2 separate regions of the Canis lupus genome follow, and region 1 is linked to region 2. Evidence: chromatin contacts called from public Hi-C data. All regions are on one chromosome and are shown on one strand. The core of a region is the stretch at or near the end of the contact, and the rest is flanking DNA. Distances in the headings are between cores, read along the strand shown.

Region 1 (5,686 bases), core at 400-2,899, 180 kb before region 2:
AGTATTATTGAGAGAAATTAAATAAGACCTATATAAATAATTATATATTATAATTTATTGATTTATTGATTGCATACTTAATATTATAAAGATGTTAAGTCTTTCCCAGTAGCCTGCAGATTTAATGCAACCCTGTGATTATAAGTTTTATTCGGCAATACAAAGGCTTAAGAATGGCCAAGACACTTGAAGAACAAGATGAGAGGACTAGCTAGCCAGGATATATTATAAACATTCAGCAATTGGGACAATGGAAAATAATAGAACATTCCAAAACACACAAATGGACACCTGATTTAAGAGGACAGAGGACAGTGGTTCTGCAGAACAGTGGGAAGGCGATGGTCTTTCCAATGAACAGATCTAGGAGAGTTGGAAATTTACATGGAAAAAAAATTTTAAAAGATGAGTGCTACCTCCTACCAACAAAATTTCAGTTTCAGGAGAGTGAAGACTTAAATGCAAAAAACTTTTGAAAGATAATATAGGACAATGCCTTCTTGTCGTCAAGGTGAGAAATAGTTTTAAAACAGGACACAGAAAATACAAGCCATAAAGGAAAAGATTTATACATTGAATTCCATTAGAGCATCTGTTCATCCAGAGATGCCGCAAAGAGAAAATGAAAAGACAAAGCATGAGACATGTGATAAAGGCCACTTAACCAGCATATGTAATGAACTAATGCAAATAAGAAAAAGATAGATGATGGGGAAATGGCCAATAGGTAATTCATAAAGGAGGAAATCCAAATAGAGAAGGGAGGTATGGAAAGTGCTGGACTCGCCACTAACTAGGAAAATGCAAATTAAACCACCCCAAGGTATTGGGATTATACCAATTGGGATGACAAATATGAAAATGGCTGACAACACCAAGTTTGGGATGCAAGGAGGAAAAAGAACCCACCTGTAGTCAGTGAGATCATAAATCATTATATCCCACTTTGGAAGACGGTCTGACATTATTCACTAAGGCTGAAGATACTGGAACCCCATAACCCATCAGGTACAAAAACGTGCACAAAAGCTTCAAAAAATTCACGCATGTGGAGGACCCAGTGTATATGCCTCCCCAGAGTACTCTGGGTGTTGTCAAGGCCCCATGCCCTGATTTTATAAAAACAAATGAACCTGTGTGTAGCACTGGGGTCTGCCCTTCTAGGAGGACACATTTTACGCATAGTCCCCTAAGAGCAGGATCTTAAGACCCCCTCACCTTTCTTCCCTCCCAGACAGAGGTGAAGCCCAACTTCTACTTGGCACTGAACTCCTACAAGCCAGCAGTTCTGGCTTTTAAGGTCCTTTTTTTTTTTTTTTTTTTTTTTTTTTTAAGATTTTATTTATTTATTCATGAGAGACAGAGACACAGGCAGAGGGAGAAGCAGGCTCCATGCAAGGAGCCCGACGTGGGACTCGATCCCAGGTCTCCAGGGTCACGCCCTGGGCTGAAGGCAGGCGCTCAACCGCTGAGCCACCTAGGGATCCCTAAGGTCCTATTTCTTGACACAAGCCAAGGTGTGTGTGTGTGTGTGTTCACCTGATAAGTGGTTCAGGGTGCCTTTGGTCTGGTTTTGTGACACTAGATGGAGCTCCTTCTTTTCTCTGCACTCCCTGCACTCCCGAAGGCCGCCGAGCCTCCAGCGCGGGAGCTGGGCCGTCTGCACCGCCGGCTTTACAGGGACGTCAGCGTCGGCCACACACACGTCCTCACTCTGGGGGAGGGTGGAGTGCTCCCTCCCTTGGGACAGCTAAGGAGCTTAAGCGGTCTTCTGGGCGGCTTTCCTCTGCTGCCTCTAGACAAATGTGAGATCAAATCATTTCAAACCGCGGATCACTGCCTTTTCCTTGGGGACCCGAGGAAAGGAGAATCTGGGAGCCCCCTCTTCAGCAGCAACCTTGATTTTTATCCTTTGGAATAGCCAGAGTATCTCCGACGCATACAAAGAACGGGTTCAATACATGTTTATTGTCCATTGAAAAAGAACATTACATCACTGTGGAGAGGAGGGAAAGAGTGAGCAGTAGGAATGAGTAAAGGAGTCTGTAGCTACGCAGACTGCGGTGGCTCTGCTCCTGGACCCCAGACTTCCACCCCCCACCCCCACCCCTCACTTCTCCCCCAGGATGTTTGCAAATTCCTTGTGGAATAGTCTCTGCTTCATTGCCTCTGCAAGGCGACCACCCATCCTCAAGCAGATGCTCCAGGCACATCATCACATCCTCCGCTTTGTTTTCTCACTCAGGTTATTTGTTCCATTATTTATTGTCTGTCATTCCACTAGATTGTGAGTGCCCAGAGACCTCCTCTGTTTTGCTCAAGGCCTTATCCTCATGTCCTAGGATAGTGCCCTGCATGTATTAGGTGCTCAGTGACTGTTTATGGCCTGGAAGGTCACTCTGATTCCAAGCTCCACCCTGATGGGTTCTGTGCCTAGGTCTTCACCCAATAATGGTCTTCACCACAATAATAATAGGTCTTCACCACAATAATGTCCCTGTTCCACAGTTTGTCAAGTCATTTGCAGAACCCTAGCCCTTCCTTGGGTGCTCCTGAAAAACCTCCCATAGCAGATGTCTTTGGCATAAAAGCTTTCACTGATAATGGAAGAAACAAGGACTTATGTGGAAGTGACCAGATGGTTTAACACTGAACATCTGCATTTCACAGATGTGACTGACCCATCTTCCTCCCCATTCTGTCCCTCATGCTCTCACCCTGCCAATCTTTCTGGCATCTCAGGACTTTGCTGTCCCTTCTCTATACCTTTCTTCCTTTCCTCAATTCTCACCTTTACACATCCATGCAGAGTAATTCAACCTAGCCTGGGTCAAAGAAGTCCTCCCTTCTTTTAGCACACCCACAGGTCAGTTGGAAATACTAGGTTGTTCTCTTATGGTAGCACTGCCCTCTTCACAACTAATTTTCTCCTGTTCATCTGATTCTGTTACTCTACCCCTTCTCCCCACAAAAAAAAAAAAAAAAAAAAAAAAGGCTAGGCTAAACACCCAGTGTCCTTCCCATTCTACAACATTTTTATCTGGAATCAAAGTGGTTTAAAAGATGACAGATGGAAGGCATAAGAAAGGGAAATCACCCCTCCCCTCAAAGTCTGGAGCCTGAAGCCTAGTGTTGAAGTGGGGAGGAGGAGGAAAGTTTCTCTTTACTTGGCCTTGGTGACTCTCTATGTTGCATGTGGGATAGCTGTATTTATCAGCCTATGGTCTTCTACTTGTGTGGGGGAAATTTAAAAGAATCATTACCTTGATTCTTGAATCACCTCTGCTCAACCCTAGGCCTCCTCTGACCTTTTATATGTGTTAAGTAAAGCTAGCTGCTGAAATATATAAGCTCTGATATCTCAGACACTCAAAACAATACTTTCTTTCCAGACTAATGTGGGTCTCATGGCCCTCCATGTGATCATTCAGAGGCCCGGACCTCTCACCTTGTGATCCCTTCTTCTTCATCATCTTAGAAGCCGGCAAATGGAGAAAGAGATCATATGGAGATATGTGTGCTTTCTTGGCCCACTGGCTCTCTTTACTTTTTATAAAAAAATCTTCTGCTCACATTCCATTGGTGAGAAGCAATCCCACAGCCCACCTACATGTAAGGGGTGGGAAACGTAGCCTCCTGCTGGCCAGGGGGAGCACAAATCTGTAGTGATCAACTAGCCATGTCTGTCCCCTGGCTTTAAAGTCCAAATTTCCATTTGGTGATTTGTTTCCTCTCTTGGGCCTCTCTACCTTCTTCCAGCACAATTTCTCATTTTTTCAGCCAAGGCTGTCATTCTCAATCCCTTATAAACTCCCCAAATGCTTTCCCTTTTCTTTTCTCAGACTGGTACCTAACTTAACACCTTTCTTCTCCCTGAAAAGGTTCATTTATTTGGGGGCGGGGCACCTATACATTGATTGACCTGTTTCTTGACTTTAGCTTTTCTCTTGCTGGTCAAGCCTGTGTCTCTTTGTTTCTGACTCCTCTTTGTGAATCTGCTGTCACATTGTCAGGAGCTCCCAGGACTCAGAGTCCTGAGTCCTTCTGCCCAGCCAGGAGCTACATTTCTCACCCTCCCCCACCCACCTGCCCATTTAATGTCTAGATGAGCAAAGTAATGGATTCTCACCAAAGGAATGTGAGCACAGAGTTTTGTTTTTGTTTTTTAAAGACCCAGGTTGTTAAGAAATAGGACCGTTCTCCATAATCTCCTTCCCCATCTACCAGCTGCTGAGATGAAGAAGGAGCCATTAGGTGCAGTGGGCCTGGACTTTGAATCATCACACAGGCTTTACAACTTGCCTTAGACTGCTGACTCACTTTCAGGAAAGCGGCATCTATAGCAATGATGTCATGTGTATGAAAGTTACCTTCTGACACTACTTCAACTCCTTCCTGACTTCTGTCCTCCCATGTGGCCACTGTCCCCTGTTTTTCTTCTCCTTCTTCCTAGCCTATTAAAAGCTTAAGGCATAAGCCTTTCAAAATAGATTCTTCAATAAAAGTCTTTTCCAATAAGACTTCAAAACTCAGAAAAGGAATTAGAAGCACTGTGACAGGCAGAGAGGGAGAGATATTTTTGAACAAGGTATTCACCCATAGCTCTTTAAATTTCTTGATCTTTAAATTTTCTTTTTTAATATCTATCATTTATTGGTGATTATCACAGACCATACTTAGTACTATATACATGCTTTCATTGATTTTTTTTCTACAGACTTATGAGGTTTATATTAATACTGTCTTCTCCAACCTTTGGACATCTGAACTAGGGACTATTCCTGGGAACTCTGCCAAGCTGTCTCCTTCTTCTTTCCTTACTCCATTTAAACATCTGCTTATTTTCCCCTGGCATCAGAGTTCCATTCTATTCTCTCCATCCCATCAGAGTTGATGTCTGAGAACATCCCTGTCTGTCACCTACCTGTGTCCCTTTCTTGTCCTCTGCTCATGTTCAAAGGCATGTGAGGCAGCTTAAGTCTTCTACATGTTTATAAACCCCACAGAACTTAACTAAGCAACTTTTCCATAGAAGATGCTTAATAACCACATATTTAAATAATGGCTGAATTCCAATAATTTAACTGTTACATTCTAACTACCCCTATAGTTCCTATACCTAACTGCGTATCAGAATCAAACAGGAGAATTTGTTGTAATATCAAAACTTTTTAGGATGGGTTTCAGAAATCTCTATTTTTAACAAGTTCTTCACGTGATTCTGAAGCAGCCAGCTTGATCCCAGCCTGCACACGGGTGTTTGACAACCCACAGAGCGCTCTCTCTTTCTTTACCTCAGAATCCCATAATATTTCCCCTTTCCCTCCACCATCCACACTGCCCTAACCATTTTCTTGTAGCAACCAAAACTCAGGATGGATCCATCCTGAGACTCTCACCATGGGACAAAGATCTGCCCCAAAGTCTAGAAAATGGTTAGCTCCACTAGACTTCCAAACCTCCCTCTGCCAATCAGCCTCTTCCTACAAATGGGGGGACTGTTTCTGCATCTTAAGTAAAAACAAGAGACCTAGTTTCCTGGCTGGGTTCCACCAAGTTGCATATTTTACCCAGGGACAGACCCTTGAAAGTCTCCACACTGAGTTTATCTTTAGGCTGTCTTCTCATCTACTTGGTGTTTAGGGGATCCCATGTTCTCAGATGACCTGAATCCACTGTTTTCTCA
Region 2 (6,259 bases), core at 869-3,368:
AAGTACAGTTTCTACTGAATGCTGAGGGCTTTTACACCACGTAAGGCTGGAAAATAGTTGAGCCAAAGTAAGTAGGGGGCTGTCTGTACTAAAATCAGACAATAGATTCCTTTGAGTATCTTATCTAAAAATCTAACCAGTAACACCTCAGTCTATTACACAAAATATTTTTCATAATTTATATTCTATTGTATACAATTCTGGGAAAGTAATAACACTGTTGAAAAAGTAAAACAATACTTTTGAAATGCATCAAATTTTGAAAAGCGGAAACATGACAGAAATTCTAAATTCTTATGATTACTCCAGAGGGGCGTTTGAGAATCTTTTTTTTAGACCCTTTTGGGGTTTGAATATCCAGACTATTCCGTGGGTCTAATCCTTTTGCTGTTTAAAGACAACAATGAAAGAGTAAAAATGGAATGCAGTTATTTCCAACTCTTTGCTAGAATAGTCTAGAACTGGCAACCAGAGATTAAAGTATGTTGAAATAGGGTGTTATTCTCATCTTTACTGTTTAAATTTACTGAGTCAGTTGAAATTGGGTGTTATTCTCATCTTTACTGTTTAAATTTACGGAATTATAACATGCATACTAAGAGCACAAATCCCAACTGTACAGTTTGGTGAATTCTCCCAAAGTGACCGTTATCAGCGCTATCAGCACACTGTATTATTCACTTTTAATGAATCACTAATCGCCGCTAAGACTGGAGGATTAGAACCATCAAAACCACTACAAAGAGGTAAGGTAGCCAACCAGCAAGTGTAAGTGGATCAGGTGGGCGGCACACCTGCAAAAAACGAAAACAATTTTGGCTCACATTTTGTACCTCGTAGGTATTTTGTTACCATCAGAACATGAGAAAAATGCACCGTGTCCATCTCCTGGGTTCCTGACTTGGGGGTTCCTGCGGGGGGGGGAGGGGAGGGTTCCTCCTAGTGTGCTCCCCCCCCCCCCTTGCAGTAGCTGATTTCAGAAAAATTTTAAAGCAAACAGCAGGGGTTTAAAAAAAAAAAAAAAAAAAAAAAGGATCCCTGGGTGGCGCAGCGGTTTAGCGCCTGCCTTTGACCCAGGGCGCGATCCTGGAGACCCGGGATCGAATCCCACGTCGGGCTCCCTGCATGGAGCCTGCTTCTCCCTCTGCCTGTGTCTCTGCCTCTCTCTCTCTCTGCGACTATCATAAATAAAATAAAAAAATATTCTACCTTTAAAAAAATAAATAAAAAATAAAAAGAAAGAAAGAAAACTTTAGAACCCATTAAATTGCTTCAGCAACATTTTTTGTCTTCTCTCCCGAGGTCACACCCCGTGACCTTTAAATTCGAAAACGGACTTTTCGGCGTTTTGAACGCGCTTCCCTCTTTCCCTCGGCTGGCGGGTCGCGTCCGTTCACCCAAAAGGGACCTCCTGGTCGGGCGTCCCCTCGGGGCGCCCAGAGGTCGCGGGGAGACGGGCAGCCCCGCCGCAGGGTCCCGCCGTCCCCGCCCCCGCCGAACGCTCCCATCCCGTCGCCCGGGCAACGCGGCCGTGCGGGCCCCGGAGCCGCATCCCCAGCCGCGCGGCGCGCCACGGCGCGGTCGCGGGGGGCCCCGGGCTTCCCCCCCACCCCCCGGCCCCGCGGCTGGAGGAGGCGGCGGCGGCGGAGGCGGCGAGGAGACGCCCGGGCCTCGGCGCCGCACGTGGCGGCCGCGATTGTCCCCCTCGGCGGTATCCCTCCGCGCCCCCGCCTCGGCCGCCGCCTCCCTGGCCGGGACCCCCGCGGGCGCGGCGCCGCGGAAGGATCGCACGCACGGGCACGCGCACGGGCACACGCACGGGCACGCGCACGCCCGCTCCGCCGCGGCCGCGGACCAGGCTGAGGCGCCGCGGCGAGGAGCAGCCGCCGCCGCCCGCACAGGCGCTCCGAGCGCGGCGTCCCCGCTGCTGGTCAGTCAGCGCCGCGGCGGCCGGCGGGCGGGCAGGCGGGCGGGCGGGCGGGCGGGCAGGCCGGGCGCGCCCCGCGGTCGCCCCTCGCCGCCGTCCCCGCGTCCTCCCTCCGCGGCGCCTCGGGGAGGGGGGCGGTCGGTGCCTGCGCAGAGCCGCCTCCTCCCCGCCCCCGCCCCGCCCCCCCCGCGCCGCCGCCGCCCGCCGCCCGCCGCCGCCGCTGCGCCTGCTGCTCCTCGCCGTCCCCGCTGCAGTGCGAAGGGCTCGAAGATGGCCGGTTGGCAGAGCTACGTGGACAACCTGATGTGCGATGGCTGCTGCCAGGAGGCCGCCATTGTCGGCTACTGCGACGCCAAATACGTCTGGGCAGCCACGGCCGGGGGCGTCTTCCAGAGCATCACGGTGAGGACCGGCGGCGGCCGGCCGGGGCCCCGTCCCCGTCCCCGTCCCGGTCCCCGGACCCGAGCGCGGCCGGCCGGGCGGGGGCCGCCCTGAGGGCCGCGCGGCAGGTGTGGGAGCGGCCGGCGCCGAGGATGCGGCCGAGGCCGGGGGCGCCGGTCCGCGGAGCTGGGGGAGGGGGCGCGCGGCGGCCGGGGCCGGGGGGCGGGCGGGGGGGCGGCTGCTTGTGGTCTCCCGCGAGCCCCGCGCTGTGCCCTGCACGGCCCGGGGTGCACGCGGGCCCCGGGGGGGGGGGATCCTCCGGCGGCCGGGCTGCCCCTCGCGCCGCGCGGGCTGTGGGAGGCGGCGGCCGCCGGGCGCCCGGCCCCTCGCGGCCACTTTGCGGCGGTTCGCGGGCGTCCAGGCCTTTGCGGCTGGGGAGCCACGGACGCCGGCCACGCAGAGGGAGCTTCGCGAATCTCGACTTCGCCTCTGGCTCTATAGGGCTTTTTTTTTTTTTGAATTATTATTATTTTTTTTTTCTTAAATTCTCCCAAGATGGCGAACTGCCATTGATTTCTCTCCTCCTCCTGTGGAGATTTCATCGATACACCGTTATCCCCAATTACGCAACCCAGCCCTGGCATCGGGGGGCGCGCTCCTGGGGCGTTCGGCCGTCCGTGCGGCCGAGGGGACGCCGGGCTGCCCCAGGTCCCTCCCCCCGCCGCGGGCATCGTGAAGGAACTGATGCAGGTTTACGCTCCGCGGGGCCCGGGCTCCCTGTGACTCGCCGGCGTGGACTCGGTCGCCACATGTTTGGGGGCGACGGCTCCTCGGCCTCCGGTGCCGCTTTGTTGCTGTGCCTCTCTGTGCGCAGGGCCCTCGTCTGAGCCGTGACGCTGTGTCAGACACGGGGAGCGTTCCCGTAATTTCCGAGCCCCACGCTCCTCTCCCATCCCACGCCGAGCCTGAGGCCCCCCGTGACGGGTGCCCCTAATTCTCGCGTCCTGGTGAGCCCGGCTCTAGGATCTGAGTGTGTGGGCGTCCGCCCCGGGTGCGGGGACCTCGAGGTCTCCGGTAGCCGCAGCGGACCACAGCGGTTCCAGAGAATTGGCATCTGTCTGGCGACCAACTTTTTTCCTGCGGTGCCCTGGTCTTTGTGTGCGAGTTCCCGCTGTCTGGCTGGGAGGATTGCGGGGAATGTGCTTGGAAATGGCTGGGGCCTGCTATGACTCTGCAGTTCTGATGGGGGCGACGCCTTCCTCCTTATTCAGGGAATGTTAGAATGCACGTTTTCTCCTTTCCGGTTTCGGGGGACTACCTCAGTTGCTTTCCCAGTCTCCCTCCATTTTCTCTCTCTCTCTCTCTTTTTTTTGTGTGTGTGTGTGTGTGTGTTGGTGGTGGTGGCTCTGTTTTTGTTTTCTCCCTTTCCTACTGCAATGCTACCTACCAAGAGAATCCTCTCCTGCATCTGCCAAGAAAGAAAACTGATGACTGACTGAGGTGGGAGGGGAAGGGGAAGTGGGAGAGGATAAAGAGAGCGGCTGGCGAAATAGAGAGGAGGGAAATACGAATTTGGGAGTGTGTGGAGGTCTAGGGTTTGAAATCCATACCAGGAAGGCGGTTCAAGCCATTTCAAGCAGAGGAGACGGGGACAGGTCTGCTGAGCATGGGCATTATTTCAGGAGACTTTCAAGCAACTGGAAGTTTGATGCAGCGTGACTGTAATGTGCCTGAATGTGACAGACAAGCAGTTGCTGAAAGAGTTTGTAGGTGAAGCTTTACCATTACATAAGCCCTTCAGGTGCCATCTGACTTGAAACAGTTTATAAATAATCTCTTTCCGTTTGCAGTTGACCTGGTGTCAGCTAGCAACCACATAGATTCTTCGCATAGACTGGTCTTCAGTTAGTACCTTACCTGTGAAACAAAGTGATGTAAAACATGCAGCCGTGTAGGATTAAGTAATTCTTTGGAAAAGACAAACTTCATGTTACACTAGTGAAATGGGGAAGGACCTCTAGTAGGATACAGACTTAGCACACAGTTTTTCCACTTATATGGAGACCTTGAAAGGAATTAATTACAACTTCATGTTTTTTTTCTTTCTTTTTTTTTTTTTTTTTTGGTCGGGGCAGCCAGTAGAAATAGATATGATTGTAGGAAAAGACCGGGAAGGTTTCTTTACCAACGGTTTGACTCTTGGCGCAAAGAAGTGCTCGGTGATCAGAGATAGCCTATACGTCGACGGTGACTGCACAATGGACATCCGGACAAAGAGTCAAGGTGGGGAGCCAACATACAACGTTGCTGTCGGCAGAGCTGGTAGAGGTAAGCAAAGTACTCTTTTGGTTAAAAGTTGCACGCTTCATTACAACTTATTAAGCAGTTTCTTTAACATTTTTTTTTTTTTTTAATAAAAGTGTTAGTCCATAATGGCTATTAAGGTGGTTTTTGTGAACTGCCCAGCACTGAAGGGAGGCACTGCTTTACTTTAGATTTACCAGCTCCACAGCAGCTGCATAGACAGCCTGGTCTCTGGGAGCCTGACTTTAAGACAGAATATTGTTTGGTACTTTAGTCCTTTTGAATTTTTTATCTTTGCATCTCTTCCTTTTTTGCCTCTTAATTATTCAGATTAACAAGAAAAAATGAACAGTTACTCATTTTTCTTTTAGAGACATTGTTGGGGAAGGGGAAGAAAGAAATAATTAGAATAAGGTTTTGTAGTAAGCCACCTATTGACTAAAATATTTTCAAAGACCAAGTGTATCTGTGATTTAATTTGAAAAGTAGGAAATTATATTTCATATATACCCTTGGTCCAGAAGTTCTGGTGTTTCCTGACTGTTGTCAACATTGCAGAAATTCTTATTACACTAAATAAGGCTACTTTTTTGTGAAAACTTTCAAGATTAAGGTTTTATCATGGCATCCAATCGATTTACAAATACATTTAAATGTGTTAGTCTTTGTAAATATGTTGTAAATTAAGAGGGCTGTGTAGCCTCAGATAGCGGATTTGGCATAGCTCATTTTAAAATCCTCATCTACCACGTGAATGAAGTTGAAGCTACTCTGAGCTGTAATTTACTGCAGTGCTTCCAGCAATTCCTTGTGATTATCCTAAAGGCTATTCTTATTCTGATATGAGTTGATGCTTATGAATATTTTTCTGTAGGGAAATTAGATAACTGAAATAGTAGATGCATCTTTAAAACATTAGCTGAGCTCAGATAAATATGTTAAAAAGAAGTATTAACCCTGTGACATAAAATCAGAATAAGATTTTTATACTATACAGCACTACTGACATCTAGTGGTAGCAAGTATAAAGTCAGCCATATACCTGTATTTTGGGGATAGGCCTCTGAATTGCATCATAGAAGAACCTTGTTGGAAATAGTGATCCTGTTTTAGGATTTCAGACTCACTTAAAAACAAAGCACAGTGAGGATATCAGTAAGCACAAGCCTTAAGTACTTTTTATTTGGCCATTTCAGAATGGCACTGAAAATAATCTTAAAATTTGGTCTTGCTTTTCCTCTGGAATTAATACACACATGGAGCGTCACTGGTAAGACTTAATAGTTTGTACCTAATCAAGCACTATTAAAGTTGTGGAGAATTTTGTAAGTAATCACCCAAGTTTTTTAAGTTAACATTTTAGGCATCAGTCTAATGATTTGCTGTACTAACCCGTGTTTTGCCCTAAAATAGAAGGTATAAATGGTCACACTTTTTTTTTTTTTCCCCCTAACTGTTGTAAGTATGTTTTTATAGAGAACTGCAGCTGCACCAATCGGACTCCCGGGATGCAGTTTATAATGTTTTCAGCATATTACTAGTTTGAAAGTTCTCCTTTTGGAGACCTAGTTGACTTCAGTGCTTGACAGTTCACGGAAAACTAACTTAATGTTAACTTATTAATCGGGGTTCTGTCTGCTAAAACTT

The links. A called contact is a pair of places that touch in the nucleus more often than the background predicts.
Region 1: a contact with region 2 is called in a Hi-C map of skin fibroblasts, with 5 times the contacts expected there. The contact joins the enhancer-like site here to the promoter of PFN2 in region 2. A contact is called at or near these places in 3 of 9 Hi-C or Micro-C datasets (amygdala, liver and skin fibroblasts).

The regions. Positions count from the first base shown.
Region 1 is chr23:45,389,039-45,394,724 of UU_Cfam_GSD_1.0, reverse strand. No RefSeq gene overlaps it. Among named protein-coding and RNA genes, the nearest start is that of PFN2, 180 kb to the right of the region's middle. Within about 2 kb of position 1,649, at least 4 of the 20 cell types and tissues checked have an H3K27ac peak or open chromatin away from gene starts, as enhancers often do.
Region 2 is chr23:45,208,484-45,214,742 of UU_Cfam_GSD_1.0, reverse strand. It overlaps PFN2 (profilin-2), which reads left to right and starts at 2,118. Exons shown (of 3, transcript XM_038571200.1): 1 at 2,118-2,329; 2 at 4,444-4,636. The coding sequence starts at 2,198.